Regions from separate parts of the Anser cygnoides genome. Here all the other regions are linked to region 1. The links are chromatin contacts, called in public Hi-C maps. All regions are on one chromosome and are shown on one strand. Each heading gives the region's core, a stretch centred on a gene start, on an enhancer-like site or on the middle of the called end of the contact. The rest is flanking DNA. Distances are from core to core; before and after follow the strand shown. Region 1 has its middle 36 kb from the start of MTDH. Region 2 overlaps SDC2 (syndecan 2). Region 3 has its middle 33 kb from the start of PTDSS1. Region 4 has its middle 10 kb from the start of CPQ.

What was found. A called contact is a pair of places that touch in the nucleus more often than the background predicts.
Region 2: a Hi-C map of liver shows a contact between it and region 1, with 3 times the contacts expected there. The contact joins two enhancer-like sites. A contact is called at or near these places in 2 of 7 Hi-C or Micro-C datasets (both in liver).
Region 3: a Hi-C map of liver shows a contact between it and region 1, with 2.3 times the contacts expected there. The contact joins two enhancer-like sites. A contact is called at or near these places in 2 of 7 Hi-C or Micro-C datasets (both in liver).
Region 4: a Hi-C map of liver shows a contact between it and region 1, with 5 times the contacts expected there. The contact joins two enhancer-like sites. A contact is called at or near these places in 2 of 7 Hi-C or Micro-C datasets (both in liver).

What each region holds. Positions count from the first base shown.
Region 1 is chr2:140,173,193-140,175,892 of Taihu_goose_T2T_genome, reverse strand. No RefSeq gene overlaps it. Among named protein-coding and RNA genes, the nearest start is that of MTDH, 36 kb to the left of the region's middle. Within about 2 kb of position 1,387, at least 1 of the 3 cell types and tissues checked has open chromatin away from gene starts, as enhancers often do. A contact at or near this core is called in liver, where this site is marked.
Region 2 is chr2:139,858,424-139,861,123 of Taihu_goose_T2T_genome, reverse strand. The region is part of intron 1 of SDC2 (syndecan 2); the gene reads right to left. Among named protein-coding and RNA genes, the nearest start is that of SDC2, 14 kb to the right of the region's middle. Within about 2 kb of position 1,428, at least 1 of the 3 cell types and tissues checked has open chromatin away from gene starts, as enhancers often do. A contact at or near this core is called in liver, where this site is marked.
Region 3 is chr2:139,796,099-139,798,798 of Taihu_goose_T2T_genome, reverse strand. No RefSeq gene overlaps it. Among named protein-coding and RNA genes, the nearest start is that of PTDSS1, 33 kb to the right of the region's middle. Within about 2 kb of position 1,253, at least 2 of the 3 cell types and tissues checked have open chromatin away from gene starts, as enhancers often do. A contact at or near this core is called in liver, where this site is marked.
Region 4 is chr2:139,907,737-139,910,436 of Taihu_goose_T2T_genome, reverse strand. No RefSeq gene overlaps it. Among named protein-coding and RNA genes, the nearest start is that of CPQ, 10 kb to the left of the region's middle. Within about 2 kb of position 1,421, at least 2 of the 3 cell types and tissues checked have open chromatin away from gene starts, as enhancers often do. A contact at or near this core is called in liver, where this site is marked.

The DNA.
Region 1 (2,700 bases), core at 138-2,637:
ATCTGGAGGTTCTGAGTCTGCATATCTGTTCATTAATATGTGCATGCCTAGAATATACAAATTCTCTTGTAAGTTATGCCTCTTTGTAGTTAGAGAGGAAAAGATATCCTACTGCTAAGCAGTTCTTTGATACCATCAGATTCTATCAAATCTATCACTGATTTTAAAAGCAAACAAACCCCGGGAGGCGGGGGGTGAGGGGAAGTTTGTTGCTTCTTTCAGTTCAGACTCTTCAAACATCAGCTTCACTATTTAGTCTACAATAATGCTGTTCGACCACAGAAAATAATGTTTAGTTGCCTTCTAGCCAGAGAGAATTTCTTTCATGGCATGCCTTGGATTATGTATCTATGATATAAAGAAATTATTTTTCTTGGCACAAATTTCTTTCATTTTTCCTCAGTATTCCTTTCCAGAAGCACATCTAAGAGACGTCTTATGACTGCCTTGCATACTCTGCAGTCAATGATACCAGAGGGACTACCAATTTTGTTCGTTTCAGATGACTTGCAGGTTTTGTGTTACCCTGGGATTATAGATAGCCTTGAGCCATGGAGTATCCATCAACATCTCTGCCTTGTATAATGAACACTAGCTTCTGTCTTCCCACAGCTCAGCACCTGGCAGTACAGCCTTGTAGAAAACACTCAATTCCACCTCTTTCCTCAGCATATTTCTCGGTACAAGTTAGTGAGGCTGTTTATATACACTTCTTTGCATCCACTGCCTCCAGGGAGATGGGGTATTTTTTTTTTCTATCTTCTTGCTTTCATCACTAGACAAGCGCAATAGTAAAGCAAATATAAGCTGTATTAGGTAGACCTGAGATCGGATTTTAGTTGTAAGCTTGGATACAAAGGTCACATGCAGAAAACAACACAATTTAAATATATCAAATACTATTTACTCGTTATCTTTCACCTAGAATCCTGAGATTTTGATCTGTTTTCACATGTAAGCATTCAGTGTTCAGAGCAATATTTGCTTACCTTTTGAGCTACCCTTGATCTGAAATGTAAACCTTACCTGGGATCCTGTCCATCAGGATGGGGCCATGCCTTCCTAGGAAGCCCTGCCACCTTCTGAATCTTGTTTTCTTTGCTGTCCTCATTCTTGATACTACCAGGAGTCAGGTTTTGGGATTCAGGTATAAATGATGGTTTTATGTGTAGAAACCTGTGGTGATCTCCCTCTTTTCTTGCTTATCCTAGTGGTATTTGAATGTTTTAATGAGATACTGCTGGCTTGTCCTTAAGGCAGACACAAAAACTACTTTGCTTGTTCTGCCCAGAAGATCACAGCCCTTCAGCAGTAGGAGTACACTCACATTAAATATATAAATTATTGGTTATATACACATTCTATAAAACTTCTGGCATGTTACAAGTGTGGACAGCATATGCAAGAAATTATTAATGTAGATATCAAGCTTGGTAATTAGTTACTCTGTATGTATATGTGCATGACTCCAAGACTGTGTACACTTGTTATTGAATTTGTACAACTTGGGTTTCTTTAACTTCAGTCTAGGGAAACTTTGAGTAATAGTCGTTTACTTTATTCTCATCTCCACATTGACCATATCAGATGACAATAATTCAGAAATGGTTATGTGAAGTAGCTGGTGTGTATCAGTTACTAACAGAGTGTGGGCTGGTATTCAGTGTGCAAGTACACCAGGTTTGGATGGGAGAGTCACTAGACGACAGATTTTGAATGAGTCATAAGAGCATGGATTTATTTTCCTGAGCTTAGTTGTGCATCCTTTGTCTTTGACTTGCAGTGTGAGTTGGAGATCTCTGTAACAGTTGTCACAGCTCCTTATCCCGTGAAGAACCGAAGAGCAGGCACAGGTCCCAAACAACCACAATGCCAATCGCCTTGATATACCTACTGGAGGGGCTGAGAAAAATGTCAGCCACAACTAACCATTACATCTCATTCAGGAAAGAAAGGAAAGATGATTATACCTACATACTTACGAAAAACTGGACATATAATCATTATAGTCTTGACTGTATAGACACAAACTGTCTGTCAGAGGGGATAATTTCACCTCTGCTGCAGTATGTAACTTATCATCCCATAGGTACTACAGATATTCCTCTTCCCATCTATCCTTTCTGGACAGTTTGTTTGCTTGTTTGTTTATTTATTATTTTTTATTTTTGTCCCACTGTTCTAAAGCTATTTGAATATAATTAGTTATACCTATTTTCTATAATATGACCTTAAGTTCATTCCAATTTGTTACTATGGCAGTGACCGGAAGTCAAGAAGAACTTTTCTACAATTCTAGAGAAAAAAATGAACAAATAAACAAAACAAAACAAAAAACAAAAAACAAACAAACAAAAAAAAACCCCTGTATTTATTTCAGCAGTGCAACATTCTGCTTTTCATCTGCTAGTTCTTCTGCTACATCTTTAAACTCTTTAATTGCTCCTTGAATTTCAGGCTCTGTGGACTGTGATTCAGAAACACTGTTCTTGATGTCAGCTTCTGGGAAGCTGACAAGTGTGTCTTTTCCCATTTTATTGTGTATTGGCTGCTCACTCAGAGTCAGTGTCAGTCTTGGAAATGAAAGATTCTTCATGGCTCTTGGGTGAAGAGATTTTAATATTGGAAGAACCTCTTGAGAAGTACTTGTTTCTTTAATATATAGATTTTTCTAGGCTGCTTGTTTATTCTCTATGGTTT
Region 2 (2,700 bases), core at 179-2,678, 310 kb after region 1:
TGCCATGCTCCCCAGACCAAGCATCATTTCAGAGGAGGTGAGCAGCTCGGGTTTGGGTAAGAGGAGGCAAGTCCTTCACCTCCAGCTCCCACACATGCCCAGGGTACCCGAGGGTGCCAGGTACCCACTCGCTCCCCATCAGTGCTTTGCGTGGCCCCTGGACAGAGCACAGCACAGAACTGATTGCATCAACACCCTCCATGTACCAAAAGACAACAACAGCAACAAAAAAAGAATAAAAACAGAAGTAGAAGGAATCAAAAGTTATGGTTACAGCAGTTTTTCTTCATTTTTTCCATCCTTCCAGGGAAAGCTGCCTCTCTCCCGTCCATTGCTGCAGCCACTTCCAACACGTGAGTAACTTTCCTGGAGTGATACCACTTGGTTGTGAGCAGTCACCAGATGAAAGATTTTCAGCACATGAAGTCATGCTGTGGCTCTCCTCTCTCCCTGTGTCCCACAGCCTGACTTCCTCAATGCCCTCCATACCCACAGGAGATCAGCAGCAGCAATACAGCAGTACTCCATCTCCTAAATTCTCAGCAGGGAAATGGTTAGGGTTATTTTTGTTTGTTTGTTAGCTCAGGACAGATCCCTCTGCGCTGAAAATACAAATGCCCAAATATATTCTGTTAGCAACAGTTTCAGCTGAGGTCACAAATAAACAGAAGTCGGCACTCAGCTACGTTTTCTTCCATAGGAAGTGCCAAGAAACCACCACCGGAGTTCTGGGCTACTTCATCCTAACTTGTGCTCATTATACTAGAAACACAGTGTATTTACAGTGGAGCAATCCAGACCTTTATCACAGAACTAAAAAAAGTAATTTTAAGTTCATGAAATATGAAAAAAATTACAAGAATACTTGACGTGATGTCTGTGGTATTTTCAGAGACTGGCTGTAATTACAAGCACGCTAAGGAGGGTACGAAGGGACAGATCCATGGATGTTTTCAAAATTGGGCTCCTTACCAAAATACATATTTACTTGTTTGACCATGATGCTGCCAGAAGAGACACACTGTTCTTTCAGAAAACATCACCCATTGCACAACTTTCCCCAAAATACACTTTCTTTTACTTTTGTGCACACCTTACCATACAACAAACACAAGCATCTAAAATACAAGAAAACAGACTGGGATTCACAAACCACCAGAGTTTCCTAATCACGGGGTTCTTCTCCCAGCATCAGAAAAAATAAATCCTGCGCTGCTTGGCATGCCAACATATTATTTTAAATAAGTAGGAAGGCTGAATGAAAGTCCCCCTTCATCTCCCAAACCTCAAGAGAAAATGAAGGAGTTATTTCCAGAGCACGTACTCAATGACCACCCAGCAACGCGTATTCATTTTGGTCAGGCTTCACAAGTCCCACACCACACCTAATGAACGCGCTGCCTTCTGATGCCTCTTCCACCGCCAGCATGAGAGGATTAAAAATACATATGGAAAAAGAAAACAAAACAGCCCTGAAAAATTCTTGTATGAATGCCTCTCCCTTTAATTTCCCTGGTGTTTGTTCCTGTTCCCTTGGAGGAAGCTGTCACCTCAAGCGAGAGGTCTGCCTTACTGTTTCAGCAGCTACTTGTGTTGTAAGGAAAATAAATAAATAAATAAAATAAACGAAAATGGGATTTTTTAAAGGGGAAACGTGTGGGATGTCTGCTGCAGGAGCAGGCACTTGGCACACCCGATCTGTCCCCACTGGCAGAGTTCGGCCTATGCAGTCCAACTATCGAAGCCTGGGTGCAACCATGTCTGTTGTGGCCTACACCACTTAGTCTTCTGCGCGAGGGATACTTGTTATCGGGTTACCTATTTCTCCAGACACTGGCAGAATAAAAATCATGAGACAGAAAAGCTCTTAGTCAGTCGTTCATGCTTCCTCACTGCTGAGCGGTTTCTTCGCTTCAACAAGCGCATCTTCCAACATGGTCTCTGCACAGCAAGTCCAAGCTAGGCGCAACTTAGGAACAATAAAAGGATAAAGCAAATGCTTCGAAATAACCAAACAGCTGACAGCTGGGAAATACAGAGCTCATGTTCTACCCGTACCTTAACTCTCGTCCCATTTCTTTGGGACCTATCAGCGCTGCTCAGCGCGTACTCTCAGCTCTGGAAACATTTCACATTGCTGACCACAAATGAAGTGACACAGATGTGCTTTTCCATACGCTGGCTGCAGAAGGCTCTGTGGCCAGGGAAAGGCGAGGTTTCCAGTCATGGCTGGAGGCCAGGGGGATGGGGCAGCCATGCAGAGGGCGCTGGTGGTGGGGCTAGGGCCTCCTGCACAGCCCTGCAGCTGGGACCTGCCCGCCCGCCCCACCTTCCTCAGGCTTTCAAGTTACTGTTGGACCACCTCTTAAATATGTATCACACCCCTGTGAGTCAAGTTTCAAGTTGATTTCCCCCCCTCACCCCCCCCCCCCAAGTCCTTTTGCTCCTTGTTCTTGCCTATCCTAACCAGAAAGGGGATGGGGCAGGTGGCTTGCAACAGGTGAAGTTACACCTCCACGCAGTGAGGCTCAGCAATCAGATCAGCCTTGGCCTTGTCTTCCATGATTTTTAAATCTCTCACCCCTGCTGCCTTTGCAGACTCCAGCTTCCCAGTTCAACCTCCTGTTTTCTGATACTGTTGTGACAGAGCCTCTGCAGAGGCAGACCTGGGAAGATAGCCCTTTGCCTTGAAGGAAATCC
Region 3 (2,700 bases), core at 4-2,503, 380 kb after region 1:
GTGGATAACATTTTTGGATTTACTACAGAAGCACTTTTTTTTTAGCGAGTCCCATGATAATTTTGTGGTTACAGCCTGGGAACTGAAGATCTGGGATCTTACTCTAATCTTTGTCTTCAGCTTCCTGAGGAAACATAGACAAGTCACTTACCCTTTGTCCCCGTTTCTGATCTTCAACGTGAACTTACTGACCCCCCCCCATCAATGTTGCAATGTCCTATGCATTGTTTCAGAGAAATTCCTTTGACATTGGAGTGGTGCAAGGAAAAAAAAAAAAAAAAAAAGTACAGCATGAAAGGTCGTTAGTGGTAATGACGTTACTGCTGTGGAAAGCAATGGGCCCCAATGAACAACACAAGCTGCCTGGACCTGGAGTCAACAAGGGGAACACTTCAGCCTGAGATGTTTTGGGTTGTTTAGAGAACATCGCCAGGAAATCGCATTTCAGCTCTAACGCAGCTGGTTTCTCCGCCCCGATCTCCGTGCCACCACTCCAAATGCACTTGAAACGTGGGCAAACGGAACATGCAGATCCGGATTTGTGATCCAAGTACAGCAAAGTCAGCTAGTGGGCAGAGCCACGAATGTTCAACGAGTTCCAAGCACCATTTTGCATCACCTGCTGCTCGTACAGCACAGAGCGGAGAAAAAAAACCAGCACCAACCCTAAATGTCTCTGCTAATTCAATACAAGGTCCTAGTTTTCTTCCAGATCATTTATTTAATTAATGGAAATGTTCCCTTTAGTGGTACTTTTCACCATGTTCTTTTTCCTGTCCATTGAGAGCTTTGTGAAAGCAAGTACTGAAGTCAGGCTACAAGGACACCACTACAGGTTTCTACTGGTGGTGACCCTGTACAGAGGAGATTCAGAAAAGCAAGGACATCATGTTTTGTCCCAAGGAATGAGAGCTGTAATTTCTTCCCCCAGCTCCCCACAGGCAAGTTAAACGATCTAGACTTCTTTTTCTCTAGGTCAATAGGAACATCTCAAAGCTGACAGACAGAAGTCATGGTAAATGGTACAAGTCAGGTGCCCCATTGAGGTTTGGGACTGAAAGGATTTTCGAAACCTTTAAAATAAATGCTCGATGACAACTGACTCTTATTGGAAAAATGGAAATTCTTTGGGGATGGCATGAAGTCCTGAACGCCCACTGAACTCTTCCAAATTCTGAGCCACATAAAGACGCGAGGCAATATTGATCTGCACAGCGGCTTCCCTTTCCCAAACCAGGCTGCAGGGAGGAGAGACGGGCTCATCTGAGCAAGCAGACGAGCTCAGAGCTTCGCTGCAACAGGCTGAAACGGAGGCGAGCCTGGTGCGGCAGCGCTCCTGGGAGCAGAAACCAAACCACCCCTTCCAACAGCGGTCACCCTGTCCCACCTCGATGCCCTGCACAAAGGGCAGCGGTAAGAGGAGGAGAGCCAGAAGAGCCCTGCCCAGGGCTTCAGCCCAAAGATCTTCTGCAGAGAGCAGAGCTTCCTGCAAACAGGGAAGGTACTGGGACAACAAATTGGTAGTCTGTACGCTTGGTAGCAACCAAAATAGAAGTCTTTCTCTCGCTTATTCTCCGAAGACAAGAGCTATCATTTCACGTTTTAATTAAAAGCCTCCCCAAAGCTACTCATTTGATTTTATTTTGCTTTGGTTGTTCTGCAGCAAGTTTGACAACACGGGCACTTTGCAGGCCTGCTTGTCTGGCACATGTAATTAAAGTCAACAGGAGTTACGAAGCCTTTAAAACTGAGCCAGGGTGGCTAAAGCTGGCAGCCCAAAATTAGAAGCAACGTTTGAAAATCCAGGTCCCATTCTCTGTGTTTGTGTTACAGCAGCACCTAGAGGCTGCCGCTCGGATTCGTGTCCATCCTCCTGGACACTGTGTGCATACAGACAGACTTGGACGCCTTCAAGCACCCAGACACACAGTAGTCACTGTCACAGAGGCTACACTCAATCAGGCTGAGCGTTTTGATGAGATGGCTCACCTGATAGATATATATGTACATACACGAGAGCATTTTATGCATTTTTTTTTTTTAAGCAAAACCCACTGAAACACTGAATTGGAGGGCACAGCAATTGCAGAACATACTCTGGATGACATCCATAGGAATGCTACTGCTGTAAATTCCCCTACTCCAAAACGCATTAAATAAGCTATCCAGTTATTTCACGATCATCTGCAAGCCGAGATCCATGAAAACTATGAAAATTAAATCCATGTGTATGCTTAGTATAGTCTGGCACTTACGTTGTTGCTGATTATAGGAATTCAATGTTTACAATTTACATTCTTTCCCAGACTTTTTTTTTTCCCCCAAATTGAAGTAAAAACTCCCTTGGCCTTATCATAATACAATTTAGACTGCTGAGGGCAGCACGAGTGCTCCTGTGTGAGAGAAGCGAAGTCCAAGCATGAGACACCGATCCTGGTCTGAGCAATGAAGGAAACACAAGATAGGATCCAAGTTAAAGATATAGAAAGGAGCTGGGAAAAAATGATTGCTACCGAACATTTCCAAAGCCCTTTGAGATAACCACGGCTTGGACTCTTCTTTAAAGCATGAAGAAGGTTGATACATTTTGCTGCAGCTGTCTGTAGTGAGCAGCTGGGTGGAAGACACGCTCCAGAAGAGTTGTAGAGGATCTGCTCAAGGTGTTCTGTCGAGAATAGCCAAGTATATTTTGTCGAAGGC
Region 4 (2,700 bases), core at 172-2,671, 270 kb after region 1:
ATATACATTAAATAATACTGCTATAAATAACTTTCCTTATGAAGGAATTCAATTATGAGCAATTTTTCTCAGGAGCTCTCTCCACTAAAGCTATGGACCTTTGTTCATCTCAATATTTTCATGATTATAAAGTCCAGGTTCAACTTATTCAACATATAACTGTCCTCAATGTCTTTAAATCCATTGATTCTTCTAAAAATGCAAATAAAATACGTATTTTCTTCTTGGTTATATGGACTTAGAGTAAATGGTGTTCTCTGTCTTGCCACGTACCAAAGCAATATTTTTTTCATGACACCTTAATTGCAACAGTGAGTTCCAAGTTCAAAGGACGTTCATTGCAACCCCAATGTCCTGCATGAAAACACAGTTACTCCCTGGGCTCCGGACTGGGTTGAGCTGTGTTGAACATGGTACAGACTGTCTTCATGAAGGGTGAGCCAAGAAAATATCCATCTACTGGAGGCAGATGGAAGGCTGAACAGGAGTTTGACTTCCGTAGGTAATGATGCTTTGGTCAACTGCTAGACTGGGAGAGAGAGAGTTCCTGGAGTGGCAGATATGAGACAGATGGACAGAACCTGAGTGCCAAAATAGGTTGTTACCACCTAAAAATACCTAAAAGTGAGAGGATTTTGGTTTCGTTGGTTTTGGTGGGTTTTGAATGCAAACAGATAAAACTCCCAGCTCCGTACAACGCTGCATACTTTACCAATACCTTGTTCTAGGTTTATCTACAAGATAAACCAAACTGGCCACTCAAGTCAAGAAGAGCTGGTATATCATTAATCACTTAAATGCAGAAAAACTGTGATTCTGCAAGAGAGTCAATGTGTTACAATTAAAAAATAAATAAATATTTATGTGGCATCCATCTGCAGGGTACAATGGAAAAGTTTGTTCACCTCTTCTGAACCCCCACAGTAAATATTTACAAGATGGCATGGTTCTTACTCAAATTTGTAAACGTCTGTCTGACCTCAGTTTGAAAGGTTTGATACACATGTTGCAAAGATCCTAAGAGCTTGTGTATGGAATATATTGCTTTTTTTAAGACCAGGTATGGTATTTCTTGGAATCCAGAAGAACCAGACCTGAACAAGTCTATGGAGTTTCAGAATCAACATTAAAAGTCATATCAGGAAAGGCTGAAGTAAAATTCCACTGAGCTTTTAGTGGTTGAATGCATTATAAAAAGACTGGCAGAGAAAAATGATGATTTCTACTGCCAGGGCTGTTACAAAAATCAAACTATGAATTGGGAGAAATCACATGGCTGAGCACCGCTAACCAGTTTGAGAGGATAAAAGAAAACTTTAGACTCTCTGACAGCTCTTCTGAAGGAATAAAAATCTCTCTTTTTTTTTTTCTTCATTTTCAGTCCTTTTTTGATAAAATCACTTAGAAGCTAAAATAAAAAAAAAAAAATATCAGGAAAGCTGGTACTCTTCCAACCTATAGAAAATGAAAGATTGAGACATACTGGTTTCAAAGGCTTAAAAGACACTGTGGTTGAATCCCTCAGTCAATAAGGCAAATAACAGCTATAAATTGAGTCAGCTGGTAAATAAATATTTATTTACCATTTTTAGCATAACAGAAAGGCAAAACTAGAATTAAAGAGTGTAAGGTAAGTTTTGTGGTAATATAAATATGTAAATAGTGTGTGCTCCTGCAGAGCAAAAAGGACAAATTTGATTATAAAGTTTATGTTTAGTTACAAGTAAACCAATGAAAACTAATTTTCCTCAGGAAAATAACCGAACATATGCAAAGCAAGGTAAAAGCCGATGCTTTAAAGTAAGGTTTCTTGCTGCTGCTTTAGTTATAGTCAATAACTTAAACCGATTGTGATCCTCAGGGAAGGTTTTCCTCCGAGATGGAGCTCAGATGATAAAGATTTTCTAGAATTGCTCCTCAGGCCTTGCATCGACAGCATGAATATCACAGCCCAGAAGTGAGGCACCAGGTCCGAGCACAGCCCTCCCTTCCAGCTTTTCAGCCTGGACAGAAGTTAAACCGTGCCATCAGCAGCCTGGGCCTCGGCCCCAAGAGCTCTTCCTTCACAAGAAGCTTTTCTTCCCCGGTCAGCATTAACTCAGCCGGCACCGTGGGCTGGTCCCGAAGGACGCGCATGTTGCACTGCTCCTTCTGTGACAAGAGGCTCCTCGGTTAGTTCTGCGGTATTGGAAATTACAGGGATGAATGAGGAAAACTGAACTTTGGGCTGTTTTACATTCTTTCAGTAGTATTTAGCCCGGCGGTTGTTGACTTCTCCCCGGCTGCTATATTTAGAAAGGGGTGTAGGAGGGAGATGAGCGTTAGTATTATGGGCTATGACACAAAAACATCAAAAGTAAGTCTGTTCCCATTTCTCTTTGGTGTCCTCTGGAGAACTGCAGTGTTTACAGAGAGCTCCAGTTCCACCACAGGAGTTCAGGAAAATGGGCACCAAACTTTGTTTGGACTTTAGGACCACGTATGGCCGTACGAAGGGGGTGTGAGTAACTAGGACACACATTTTTCCTCTGCAGAGCTGAGTTTCCCACCGCTAGATAAGCTTCAAATAGCTGCCATGCCTGGTGGAATTACTGTTTCTTATACGTCAGTGCCGGGTTCATTTTAGGATTAAAAACAGAATAAATAAATAAATAAAAAATCAGAAGCTTCCTCTGCATTCAACAAATCAACAAAAGTTCC